Regions from separate parts of the Mus musculus genome. Here region 1 is linked to region 2. Evidence: chromatin contacts called from public promoter capture Hi-C data. All regions are on one chromosome and are shown on one strand. Each heading gives the region's core, a stretch centred on a gene start, on an enhancer-like site or on the middle of the called end of the contact. The rest is flanking DNA. Distances are from core to core; before and after follow the strand shown.

Region 1 (6,510 bases), core at 2,673-5,172, 93 kb before region 2:
AAAGGTTGGGCTGAGGGTTGATGGATAAATGATACTGTTTATGAATAAATACTGGAAGAAGAAATGATAGAGTAGTGGGTGAACAAATGAACCAGTTTGGACAAAACTCTTTGTTTTCCTTCTCAAAGTCCCCTGAGGCGTTCTCTCCACCTACCCATTCCTGGTTGCCTAATGAGAATCCCACATGGTGCCACCTAACCCCACCTGAGAAGCCTGTGCTTGAGGTGGGCCAGGATAGGTTCTGGGGTTTAAAGAGATGCTATACAGACTCATACACAGCTCTGCCCATCCCTCCCAGTGTTCAGTAGCTAGAGATAACCCCAAGATAGAGGTCAGCCAAGTAGCCAGGATTTGTGCAGAGGGAAGAAAGCCCTCAAACAGAGCTGCAGCCGGCACTGCTGCAGGTCTGACATCATCTGTGGAACTGGAGGAAAGTGCTGACTCGGGAATGTGGGTCCTGGGCTTGTGGCCAAGGGTTGCTGATGGCCTGACAGAGGTGGCAGGAGTGGCGGAGGGAAGTAATTGGCAGCTGGACAGAGGGGGCAGCCAGGGAACAGAGACACACAGAGCAATAGAGACAAAGAGAGGGAGGAGGAGAGAGGAGATACAGGGAGAGATGTGTCAGGTAGAGTTGTACAAGACACACAGAAAGGGGCAGCGCTGCACAGCATGGTAAAGATGCAGAAAGTTGGGTGTGAAGTTTGGTGAGTCAAACTCAGAGATGAACGTAGGAGAGGCCCAGGAGGCTCCTCCCCTCCCTGAGGAGTTGTTGTTTCACTATAGTAAATAAACTACACTCATAAGCACACAAGCAATTCTAACTAAACTCAGTGGGTTAAAAATAAAAAGCTGGACATTGGTGGCACACACCTTTAATCCCAGCACTTGAGGGGCAGAGGCAGGTGGATATCTGTGAGTTCAGGGCCAGTCTGCTCTACAGAAAGAGTTCCAAGACAGCCAGGGCAACACAGAGAAATCCTCTCTCGAAAAATGAAAAATGAAAAAATAAAAGTGTGGGGGCAGGGGCGGGGTGGGGGTGGGGCGGGGAGGATGTTGGGAAGAAGAGTTCCAGAGGATTGGGAAGGAAATAAGAGAGGTGAATGGGAGGCAGAGAGGACAACAGTGATGGAGAGACACCCTGAGGAAGCAAGAGACAGCAGGCAGGGGTTGAGGAGGTTCTGAGAGCATGAGTAGAATCAGAATACAATATACACATATGTGAATTGCCAAATAATAAATGAAACATATGTATCTGTGTCTATCTATCTATCTATCTATCTATCTATCTATCTATCTATCTATTTTCAAGAAGTTAGGTTGTGTTCCAGAGAGAGAAAAGAGAACTGAATTTGGAGAACTGATAGTTGTTCCAGCTACTTTTCTATTGCTGTTGATAAAATGCTGTTACCAAAAGCAAGGAAGGAAAGAGTTTCTTTGGATTACACTTCCAAGGCACAGTCCCTTAGTGAGGGAAGCCAAGGTGGGAACCTGAAGGCAGGAACCGTGGATGAAAGTTGCTTTCTAGCTTGCTAGCAGACCCATGCTTCTGCTTAGTTACCTAGGGAATGGTACCACCCACCACGGGCTAGGTCTTGCAACAGCCATTAACAATTCACAGTATGAGTTTCTCAAATAAGACTTCTCTCAGATGGCAGTAAGCTGTGTGGAGTTGACAGTAAAGCTAACCAGGAGAGAGAACTTTCACTGCGCCATTTTCACTGGTCAGAGATGAGAAACTGATCTCAGAGGTCATCAGTGTAGTGGTTTGAATGAGATGTTCACCGTGGTTTGGGCATTTACTATTTGATGCCTAGTTGTGGCCCTGCTTGGGGAGTTTAGGTGCAGGAAGTGTGTCTCTGGGGTCAGGCTTTGAGAGTTAATAGGCTTGAGCAATCCCCAGTTTGCTCTCTCATTCCTGATAGCAGTTAAAATGTGAGCCTTCAGCCTTCCGTTACCTCCTGCCACAATTCCCTGACACTACTGAGTCTTATCCATCTGGAATTATATGGCCAAGTAAATCTTTTCTAAGTTGCTATGGCCACTTAAAAAAGATTTTAATTTTTTTAATTGTATGTATATGAGTACACCGGTATGTCAGACACACCAGAAGAGGGTATCAGATCTGATTACAGATGGTTGTGAGTCACCATGTCGTTGGTGGAAATTGAACTCATGACCTCTGGAAGAGTAGTCAGCGCTCTTAACCACTGAGCCATCTCCCCAGCTCGGTCAAAGTGTTTTATCACAGCAACAGAAACTAAGACTGCGGGGCTGGTGAGATGGCTCAGTGGGTAAGAGCACCTGACTGCTCTTCCAAAGGTCCAGAGTTCAAATCCTAGCAACCACATGGTGGCTCACAACCATCCGTAACGAGATCTGACTCCCTCTTCTGGAGTCTAGTTGACAGCTACAATGTACTTACATATAATAAATAAATAAATCTTAAAAAAAAAAAAAAGAAAAAAAAAAGCCTTCCAGGCTGCCCTGTCTTGCAGGCTGCCCTGTCTTGTCTGAGCCTGTATTCTCTTCTTCTACATACTATAGTCTCACAAGGAATAGGAGGGGTAAGGTCCACTGGGCTGGGGTTGCATTGTTAGACACAAGAGATACACTCATTCATTCATTCATTCATTCATTCACTCATTCAATGCATATGTCTCTGGGCAGTGAAAGTGAGGGCTTAGGTGTTCCTGTGACCATGGCAGTCAAAAATGCTCCTTGTCCTACAGAGATGGAACTGGAAAAGATGGCTGAATGAGAGAAAGGGAAGGTCCAGGGACAGGGTCCCTGTCTTACTTTCTTTGTCCCCAGTTGAGTTTGCCACAGGGACCTTGCCTCCCCATCATTAAGTCTCTCTGCTTCACCTGGGCTCAGCCTGGTTCCAGGGAGTCTTCCTAACACACAGCAGAGTAGTTGCATTGTGTACACAGGACTCATGTTCAAATCCCCGAACCCCATGTATGCTGGCGCCCACCCAGGATTGTGTGCATTGGAGGATGTACACATACCCAGAAGAAATGTTGGAAATCATGGTTACAGAAGACTGAATGAGACCATTGAAGTGTATGAGCTTTTTAAGTGGCCAGTAACAGCCAGGCATAGCGGGGCACAACTTTAATTTCAGCACTAAGGAAGCAGAGGGGGCCAACTGTATGTAGGCCAGCCTGGTCTGCATAGTAAGTTCAAGGGGGGTGGGGTGGGGGTGCGGGTACATAGTGAGCACTGTGTTGAAAAAACACTAAAAACCAATCCCCCTCCCCAAAGCAAAACAACCAATCAAAACCAGCTAAATTGATCAAAGTTTAGGTTTCTCAATTTCTAACAAAAAATTGAGAGCTTCAGGCACAGCTGGATCCAGCCAGGCGGTCTTTCCTTCATCTTTGCCTTCTGGCAAGTTCCGAATCTACAAGGTAACACCGTGGCGACGCCTGCCCTTAAAGAAAGAGAAAGAGACTCCTAGCTGTGCTCCAGAATCGGGACTGATTTGTAAATTAGCTCAGAAAGCCACAGTGACAACAAAGACCACCTGGGAAGGGAGCTTGGGGACTCTATTGTCAGAAGGGGCGTGGTGACACATTCCTAACATTTCTGACTCTGGAAGGCAAGGGCCTGCCTGGATAAGGGACTGAGTTCAAGACCAGACCGGGATACATAGGCAGTTATTAAGAGGGAGAAACAGGCTACAAAAAGTGAGCCTGTGGATGCATAGACGAGACAGCTAAAGGGTTTTACAGCCTCCTCGCCTCACAGGTCCGAACTCACAAAGGATAGTCTACCCGGCACCTGCCTGCAGAAAGCCCCCAAGCCTGGCACCCAATGACACTTTTCTCACGTTCAGGAATAAGAGCCCCAGCCTTGCTCTCACATTGGGCACCATGGTAACCAGACCCTGCCTACCGTCCCCTCCCCCCTAGAGAACTCAGTTTCTGTTTGTCTCCAGGAGTCTAGCCGGTGCTGAGCAGAGGGCAAGTGGGCTCAGAGAGGGGAAGAGAGAAGGGCGAGGTGGTGGGAGTGGAAGCTGAAGCAGCTATGGAAGAGAGACTGAGGAATGGGCCTGGGAGAAGGGGAACGGGAAATAGGGAGGCTCAGAGAGGGTGACAAGATTGGTGAAGGACTGCAATGAGGAGGGGGCAATCCAGGGGGCTGGGGAGGTGCTGGGGAAGCTGATGGAGAAAAAGACCAGGGAGGTGGGACAGAGGGCAGAGACTTCTGGGAGAAATGTGGAGGACAACTGGGAAAGGGGGTTTAGAGGGAGGCAGACAGAGAATTGTGAAAACCGGGGACAGGGATGGTTCAGGAGGGCTGAAGAAAGAGAAGCCATGAGACAGGAAGAGATGGAGACGGAAGTAGAGTTGCAGGGAAACAGGAGGTGGGGCGCACACCGAGTCCCGGAGGTTAGGGGAAAGCGTGTGTCCTTGTGGTCTCAGCCTTCCAGTTCCGTGTTTGTCCCTCGTGGTTTCAAAGAGCAAGAAGCAGAAGTCCAGGAAAAGAGCTGCGCTGTGTGGCCCAGTGCGAGCATCTCGCCCCATCTTTCTGGACTTCCCCAGACCCGCTTCTCCAGGATGCAGCCAGAGGTGGAGCCTTTAATCTCCCCCAACCTGGGCGCCCCTGGCTCACACAGGGAGACAGGTGAGCAGGTCTGGGGGCCGGCGAACCGGCATTCCCACACTGTTGGTCCTCGAGCCTAGAACTACATTTCCCAGGAGCCCCTGCCTTTCTCTGGCTGATACTCTGGGTACAGAACTGCATTGCCCTTGGGGGTTCTGCAAGTCTCTGGCCAGTGTGGGAAGCCTCAAACCACATCTCTCAGAAGCTGTTGCAGTCCCCCTGCTAATAATTCTCTGAGCTCATACTACTTTTCCCAAGAGGCTCCCTTGCCAATATTCTGAAATCAAAACTACATTTCCCAGAAGGCCTTGCAGATCTCTAGCAAAGACTCTGCGGGTCCCTGGTCAGTATTCTGGGTCCAGAACTACATTTCCCACCAGCCTCTGCAGTTACCGGGCTCATTAATAATCTTTTAACAAGAAGTGCTGCAGCTATCTGAACGTAACTTCTGGGCCCCAAACTACATATCCCATGAGACACTTGCAGTTCCCTAGCCAACACTCAGATTTAGAACTCTGTTCCCCTCACCCTCTGCAGTTCCCTGGCACATACCCTCGGTTTACAAAGAATTTACCATGAAATGCTGCAGTGTCGTTCCCCCCTCCTCCGCCCCCCGCTAATATTTCTGGGCCCAGAACTGCAGTTCCCATGAACCTCCTGGGCTTCAACAACGCTTCTGAGTCTATTTTCCCTAGATACCTTCACTCCTTGGTCTTGCACAGTAGTTCAACGTCTTCCTGTCCTCAATCCCTGGTTCTTATTTTCAGATAGCCCCACCTCCAACCCAGATGCAGAACTAAACCCTAGGTGCCAATCTTCCACCACAGCCCCACTCAGAGCCCCGACCCCACCCCCCAGCCCTGTCTTACTTTCTTTGCCCATAGTTGAGTTTGCCACAGGGACTTTGCCTCCCCATCATTAAGTCTTTCTGCTTCACCTGGGCACAACCTGGTTCCAGGGAGTCTTCCTAACACGCAGCTAGACTATAGCTGTCTCTTGCTCACGTCAGCCCCAGGCTTGCAGCCCTTTCCAGCACAGCTCACTTCCCAAATGCTGAGTTGATGTCATCCCAAGAAGATTCTGCATGGCTGTAAGTAACAGAAATGTGAACTCTGTAAAAGTAGAAATGGCATTTGTTCTATACAAAAAGTACAGAGAGATTAAAGTCAGGGACACCACTAGGGAGCCAGTTTCTTTCATCTCTCAGAGTTTTGATTTGAGACACATTTCCTTGGCATAGCACATAACTTTGGCTTGCTATTACCTCACGGTCACAAAGCAGCTACTACAATTCCAACCATTCTCTCCAGAAGTCTTCATTCTGAGGGCTCCCTAGATGTCTTCTCCTGCCACTTCAGCTGCAAACACTAAGCTGCCCACTTGGCCGACCGAGTAAGAGGAAACAAGATGACCTTATTCTTCTGCACAGGGGTTTCCAGCTCTAGCCGAGGCCCATTTAACAAGAAGCTTTACCACTGGGGCTCAGGCGGTCCTAGTTTTTTGGATGCTTACCTGGTGGAGATAATGAACCGGAGCTGGAACATTTCGGTATAAGCCTAATGACTATTTCTGAGTACCTGGGAAGAGAACTATAAACCTCAAGACCCCATGTGGTCACCTTCCTCCACCTAGACCCTCACCTCCACAACAGCCCACCGTCTTCAAAACTGGGTATCATTCGTTCAAATGTGAACCAGTAGGGACTTTTCACATCCAAACTACAAAATGTAGCAAACTCCTACAGTCTTTAAGTCTCACTGTAACCTACACCTCCTCAGGGAGGCATTCTGGGATTGCCTGGGGGGAGAATTTCCTCTGCCATTCTAAACTGGGAGTTCTCAGGACAGAGTGGCTATTAGTCATTTGGCTAATAATCTTTTTAAGTTTTCCGGTGAAAGGGTG
Region 2 (6,946 bases), core at 551-3,050:
CCCAGGGATCCTCCTGTCTCTGTCTCCCAACAATGGGATTAGAAAGATGCACTGCCCAGCCAAGGCTTTTGTGTGGGTGTCAGAGAGTAAACTCAGGTCCCCATAACTGGGCAGCAAACATTTCACCAAACATGCTGTGTCTACAGACCTGTTCTGTCTTATAGCCCTCTCCCCACCTGGCATGGTGTAACCTGTGGTGACAAACTCGTTCTGCCCCAGTGCCACAGCTGCCTCCAGACTGGGAGTCGATATGGGTATCTGTAAATTCATGACTTCCACTTCATTCAGTAAATTTGAGGTCAGTATTTCTAGGAATGCGTGTCCCATCTGAAGGTTAGCCTTAAAATACTATGCTTTTGTAATACTCCACCCCCCCAATCTGTAATTCAGGATTACAGATGTATACCACATCTGGATGAATATGCTTTTAGAGTAGAGTAGTCTCACAGAGTTTCTCCCGATCCGCTTGTTTATTTATTTATGTATTTATCTGTTTTGTTTTGTTGTTGTTCTGGGGACTTGAACTCTGGGCCTCACACAAGCCTTCTATGGTTGAGTCACACCCCAGTCCCTACTGGGGAATTCTAGGTAGGGGTGTCCCCAAAACACACCCCTGCCCTTCAGTGGGATATCCTAGGCAGGGGCAGCTCCTGACCCACATGTCCTGCTTTGTTCTCACATCTACCTTGATATAGGTCTCACTAAGCTCCCTGGGCTGGCCTAGCCTTAACTTTATTCTGCAGGCCAAGCAGATCTTTACCTGTGACTCTCCTGCCTCAGCCTCCTGAGCAGCTAGAATAACATGTGTATGTCCTGAGACTCTACTTGATTTTCTTTCATGGTTTCTCTTCCTTCAGTTGGATCATATCTATTGACTTGTCTTCAAAGTCATTAATTTCATCCCCAGTCTGTAAAATGTAAACAATTCCAATTGCTTTTTGAGCTTTCTGAATTTCCACTTAATTACTTTCACTGTTTCAGTATCCTATGATCCCCTGGCTAGTCATTTCTTGTGCCTTATTGCCTAGAAACCTCCAGTGAGGGGCTTGGGTGTGGCTATGTGGTAGAGACCTTACCTACAAGGCAGGAACCCCTAACCCTCACCCCCACACATACAATGTGAAGATATGAATGGCTTTGTCTTGGGGAGTGGGGGCATGAATTTTAGTGAGATGTCATTGGTGGCTCTGACATGTGGTTTTTCTTCTCCTGCAAGAAATGCCAGCCTGTGGAGGTGTGGTATCTCTGCTAGCTCACCATCACTGTCCTGTTTGTGTCCTGTGTTGTTGGAGTCCTGGGCAACGAGCTGGTGCTGTGGATGGCTGTGTGATGCTGTGTTCTGCATGGCTCACACTGTCCCTATGATCTGGTTCTTCAGCCTGGCCCTGGCTGACTTTACTGTCCTCTTGTCTGTGCCCATTTCCATGTGTATCATAGTCCATGGCTGGTGGCCTTCTGCTAACTTGATCTGTAAACTCTGCATGGCCTTTCTGGTTCCCACTTTCTTCATCAGCATCTATTTGCTGTGGATCATTTTTGTGGATCCCTGCATCTTGGTCCTGCACCGTGTGTGGGCCAGAAACCACAGAACGGTGCAGCGAGCCACATGGCTGTCCATGGTGGTGTGGCTGCTGGAAGCTGCTGCCTGCTCTCTATACTTGAAGTTCTGAACTACTGGGAAATTATATGGCTGTGAATGTTGCTACTTCCACTTCAATTCAGAGAAAGAGACAGGGCAGGATTGGAGTGCAATGGTTGCTAAGCAACAGACAGCAATAGCCATCACCCACTTGCTGCTTGGCTTCCTAGTACTCTTGACTGTCATCAGCGTCTGTGCCCATTGCATCCGGTCCAGGCTTCGGACGAAGGGCTGGGTGCATGCAAGGCGGTTCAAGAAGCTGCTGCTGGTGGTTGTAAGCACCTTCCTCATCTTCTGGTTCCCTTTGAAGGTGGTGCTCTTGGTGAAGTCAGTGCTTCTGATGTCTTTACAGCAGCCTCACTATCCCAAGACAGAGCTCATCTCATGGCTGTCTTCGCCTTGGGCTGCCTCAACCCCTTCCTCTATGTCTTCATCGGCAGAGATTTCCAGCAGTAAAATTTTCAGTCTCTATCTTCTGCCCTGGCTAGAGTGTTTGGGGAAAAGGGTTTTATCAGTCATCCTGTCCCTGAGGCCAATACCCCAGCAGAGGGTAGAAACCTTACAGTTCAAACTAGAAGTCCACCTTCATAGTCTGTAAACAAATACATTAACTTCTGAGACAAGCTTCTACCACTATTAAGTCCTCCCAGCAATCCACCCTCAGAAGCCTTCTTAGTATTGGCACAGCATCTATTTCCCAAATGGTGAATAGTGAAAACAAAACTACATTTCCCAGTATCCTTTGCAACTATATATAGCCATGTGACTGAAATTTGGGCAATAGTCTGTTAAGTATGCAATGTAACTTCCTCAAAGGGACTAAATGCGAGAGCTCTGTCCACCCTTCTTTAGTTTGACTAGAAATGGAATGTATTAGCCAGTTTTTGCTAATTGATGAACATCCCCTTTCAAGTGTAAAGGCATTTAAAAAACAGAACCCACATGGGGCTGGAGAGTTGGCTCAGTGATTAAGAGCACTGGTAGCTCTTACAGTAGATCTGATTTTGATTCCCAGCACCCATGTGCTAATGTACAACTGTCCATACAGTTGCAGGGGATCCGGCACCCTCTTCTCTGCTAGAACCAAGCTTAGTCATACATGCAAACAAAACACTCATGCACATTGTCTTAGGGTTTTATTTCTGTGAACGGACACCATGACCAAGACAGCTCTTATTAAGGACAACATTTCATTGGGGCTGGCCTACAGGTTCAGATATTCAGTCCATTATCATCAAGACAGGAGCATGGCAGCATCCAGGCAGGCATGGAAGAGCTGAGAGTTCTACATCTTGGTCCAAAGGCAAACAGGAGAATATTGGCTTCCATGCATCTAGGATGAGGATCTCAAAGCCCATCCCCACAGTGACACATATCCTCCAACAAGGCCACACCTCCTAATTGTTCCACTCCCTGGGCCAAGCATATACAAACCATCACACATGTTATTTAAGTAAATCCAAAGACCAAAAAAACCTCTTATGATTTCTGCAGCTCAGCAGTTTGGGTTGGGATCAGCTGAGCATTTTTCCCATCGCAGTTAGACTCTCTCATGCTGTTCTGAGGAGCAGTTGGCTATTGTCTGGGATGAGCACACTGACTAAGCCATAGAGTTTCCATTCTCCCACATACTTGCTTTGTGTGTATGCCTCTCTCTCTCTCTCTCTCTCTCTCTCTCTCTCTCTCTCTCTCTCTCTCCGTGTGTGTGTGTGTGTGTGTGTGTGTGTGTGTGAGTGTGACTGTGTGAGTGTGGATCTAAGGACAGCTTAGATCTTACTCCTCAGGTGCCATAAACCTAACTTTTTAGACAGTGTCTCTCACAGGTCAGGAACTCACCAAATAGACTAGGATTGCTGGCCAGAGAGTCTGTGGGATCTATCTGTCTCTGCCTCCCTGAGACTGAGATTACAAATGTGCAAAATCACATCTGAGCTTTCTAATGTGGGTTCTAGGGATTGAACTCAGGTCGCTGTGTTTTACACGGCAGTACTGTAGTGACTGAGCTTCTCCCAGGCCCACTAGAGAGGGGTTTACAAGTGAGAGGCAAGGTGACAAGTGGGAATTGGTGACTTCTGCTTCATGCTACTGGGTATGGCAAGTTTCAAGGCTGTCCAGAATCCAGGCTTGAAGGACAGGGCTTGCCTTTTCAAGGGAAGACCTGTAAAGTGACATTGCACAGAAGAAGCAGAACAGCCATTTTGTACCCTGCTACAGTCACTGTGTAAGATGTTCTGCGTCATGGAATCCTGGTGATGGTCTTGGGATGTGGGCTCTGAGGAAAGGATGGCAAATCTCTCTCTCTCATTCTCTCTCTCTCTCATTCTCTCTCTCTCTCATTCTCTCTCTCTCTCTCTCTCTCTCTCTCTCTCTCTCTCTCTCTGTGTGTGTGTGTGTGTGTATACATGCTATGGCATGCATGTAGAAGTCAGAGAACAACTTTCTGGGGTTGACTCTCTCCTTCTACCTTGTGGGTCTTGGGAAACCTAACTCAAGGCAGCAAGCACATTTGGGGGGACAGCCATCACACTGGCCCAGGACTATGTGTAAATCAAGATAGTAGATGTTTCTACTACCCAGTTGGAATCAGGTTGTCCACCAACTGAAACCCTAAGCAGCCCCTAACTAGTGCATCTCATAAGTACTCCTTCCCTCCTTAGTGTGGTGGTACAACTCTGTAATCACAGCACCAGGGAGGCTGAGTAGGGAGGGTTGCAAGTTCAAGGCCAGCCCTGAATACATAGCAATCTGTACCAGACCACAGAAGGCAAAGTGGGTTGAGATGAGGGCATGCCACAGATTCCTTGTCCAGGGCTCTTTCAGCCCTGAGGTCTGGGCTGTCATCGGTGAAGAACCGCAGTTCAAATCTTCTTAAGCGCATTTCTCAGCCTCCAGGGTAAGTCCCACCACAAAAACCCATACTGAAGCTGTCTGCTGGTGTGAGTCTTAAGCTAGGTCACAATGAGGACCCAGATATAAATCAGTTATGGGGGAATCACGGGCCAGCCTAGGCTTGTATTGTAAGAATGTCTCTGTCTTGAAAAAGAAAAGCAAAACCTTGAGAGAGGCTCCGGAGGCCATGCCGCTTCCTGAGGATCTACAGGCAGCTAGCTAGTGATTGCTAGGGGATGCAGACATTTTCTTCAGTGGTATAGCCACTTACAAGTTTCACAGACTCCTGTGAGCAATCCCAGTTAAACCCATTAGGTCACACACAAAAAGACATGGCCACAGAAGCTGTGGGTTGGTCAGAGTTCTCTAGAGGAGCAGAGTTGACAGAGCGAGTACACATGGGAAGGGCTGACTAGACTGACTTTCATGATGCAGCCTGGACAGACCAACAATAGCTGTCTTCACAATGAAGAGACTTGAGGACCAGTGGCTGTTCAATCCACGAGGCTGGGGTGCCTCGAGATTTCCAATCTGATGCTAAAGGCCTTGAGGATACTGGGTGAGCCACTGGTCTTCAGTCCACATTGGAAGACAGAAGAGACTGAGCTCTGAGATCAGGAAAGGGTGACATAGGCGGCGGCGGCGGCAGCAGCAGCAGCAGCAGCAGCAGCAGCAGCAGCAGCAGCAGCAGCATTGATGAACTTAACGTTGTCAGGGAGACACAAAGGCATTAACCACAGGGGACTATTGTGTAGATTGAAAACCTTCATCTTGGAGGCCAGCTCCTTAATCTAGAAAGTAATAAGCAACTCACAGGCTTCAGAAAGTCCCTGAAATTGAGCAGACTCACTAGGCTCCTCCCTCTTCACGCATACATAAGTAGAAAGGACTGCTAAGGGTCACTCTCAGACCAACTGAACTGTCTGGGAAAGACAACCTCTAACCTATTGAGCTGTCTGCAGGCTGTGCAGTGTGCTCTAGGGTCCCATCTTATGTGAGTTGTCATCCATGCTAGGATGGGCTTTTGTCAAAGTCGGCTATCGGAGTCATTTCTGCTTCTGTAAGTAACCCCAATAAAACTCACTGGTTCACCAAGATGGACTTTGGTGGCATCTGTTCTTTGTTCTGTGGTCAGTTCTCTATTCATGGTGAGAAAATGTTTATGTCTTCCCAGGAATAATGTCACACGACTGACTAGGTGGGGGAAGGAAGGGATTCAGTAGGTATGGGAAGGGACAAGATGAGGGACAAGGGGGATGAGTATGATTAAACATTACGCTATAAACATGGAAGAATGTGCCATAACGAAACCCACTATTGTGCACAATTAATACCTGCTAATTGAAAAACTTAAACAAAAAGTGAAACAAATGAAGAAGAACCAGAAAAAAATTGAACAAGATAAGAAGACCTGCCATTACAAGGAATTTCTTGAAGCTCCTGAAAGCCTGCGTAAGTGTGGATCATAAACCATTTATCTGCCAGATCTCCAGCCCCATCTCCTGAGAATAAGGCTTTCCTCTGAATAACCATAATATCACTCCCAGTGTCTACACCAGGAGGCTCACTGCCTCCTTCAACTCCAGCTTCAGGTGTTCTGACGCCCTCTTCTGACCTCTGTGGGTACTGCACTCAGTACCTCCCATCCAGACAGATATGCACTGCAAGTAAATAAAAAATAAAAGGAAAGAAGGAAGGAAGGGAGGGAGGGAGGGAGGGAGGGAGGGAGGGAGGGAGGAAGGAAGGAAGGAAGGAAGGAAGGAAGAGGGGCTGGAGAGAAAAGGCAGTTTAGTGGCTAAAAGTTACTGGCTGCTTTTCCAGAGGACTCCAGTTTGACCCCAGGCCCCCACAAGACAGCTTACAACCATTTGTAACTCCAATTCCAGGGCCACTCAACACCCTCTTCTTGCTCCTGAGGGCATGGTGTGCACAGACAGACACACCTGCAGGCAATGTAAGTGCTAACAGCTCTGAGGGGGAAAGGTATCCTGGCAGCCAGGAGCCAAGGAATACCACAGAGTCACACCATACAACAAACCTCATACAAGGTGAAGGCAGGCTTTATGTAGGGCTTCCAGGGGTGGGGCTTTCCAGGGTGGCCTGGGATAGGATAGGGCTTGTCTTCCTGCATCTCTACGGGCTGGGTCCGCCTGCTAGAGTATTCTCGGGGGGGGGGGGGGGGGGGCAGAGTCTGGTTGTTGGGTGTCCTTAGGTGTGGGGCCTGGCCACTTGTATGCCTCAAGGGTCTTACACAGGCAAAACACCATGCTAGTTTTAAAAATTTACACATAAAAGTAAATCTTTGTCTTTGAAAGAAAGAGAGCTCTAACCTCCTTGGACACTGCAGAACGCCCTTTCAAAGAATTCCTGTGCTCTAGGGACAGACAAACAGAAGCCACAATTCACTCAGAAACATCA

Evidence for each region. Promoter capture Hi-C pulls out the DNA fragments that hold promoters and counts their contacts.
Region 1: a contact with region 2 is called in a promoter capture Hi-C map of hippocampal neurons, with 1.9 times the contacts expected there. The contact joins the promoter of 1700008O03Rik here to the enhancer-like site in region 2. A contact is called at or near these places in 9 of 39 promoter capture datasets (the 3T3-L1 cell line, the HPC-7 cell line, cranial neural crest and 6 more), 4 of 115 datasets of contacts at active chromatin or transcription factors (embryonic stem cells and stem cell-derived neural progenitor cells) and 4 of 9 other capture datasets (adipose tissue, embryonic stem cells, liver and 1 more).

The regions. Positions count from the first base shown.
Region 1 is chr7:44,372,442-44,378,951 of GRCm38.p6, reverse strand. 1700008O03Rik (RIKEN cDNA 1700008O03 gene) reads left to right here and starts at 3,922. Exons shown (of 6, transcript NM_027049.1): 1 at 3,922-3,965; 2 at 4,428-4,629. The coding sequence starts at 4,563. It overlaps Gm39001 (a long non-coding RNA gene), which reads right to left and starts at 4,455. Exons shown (of 2, transcript XR_882056.2): 1 at 4,383-4,455; 2 at 3,049-3,428.
Region 2 is chr7:44,276,620-44,283,565 of GRCm38.p6, reverse strand. It overlaps the pseudogene Gm18307. Among named protein-coding and RNA genes, the nearest start is that of Gm18905, 6.9 kb to the right of the region's middle. Within about 2 kb of position 1,800, at least 13 of the 459 cell types and tissues checked have an H3K27ac peak or open chromatin away from gene starts, as enhancers often do. A contact at or near this core is called in hippocampal neurons, where this site is marked.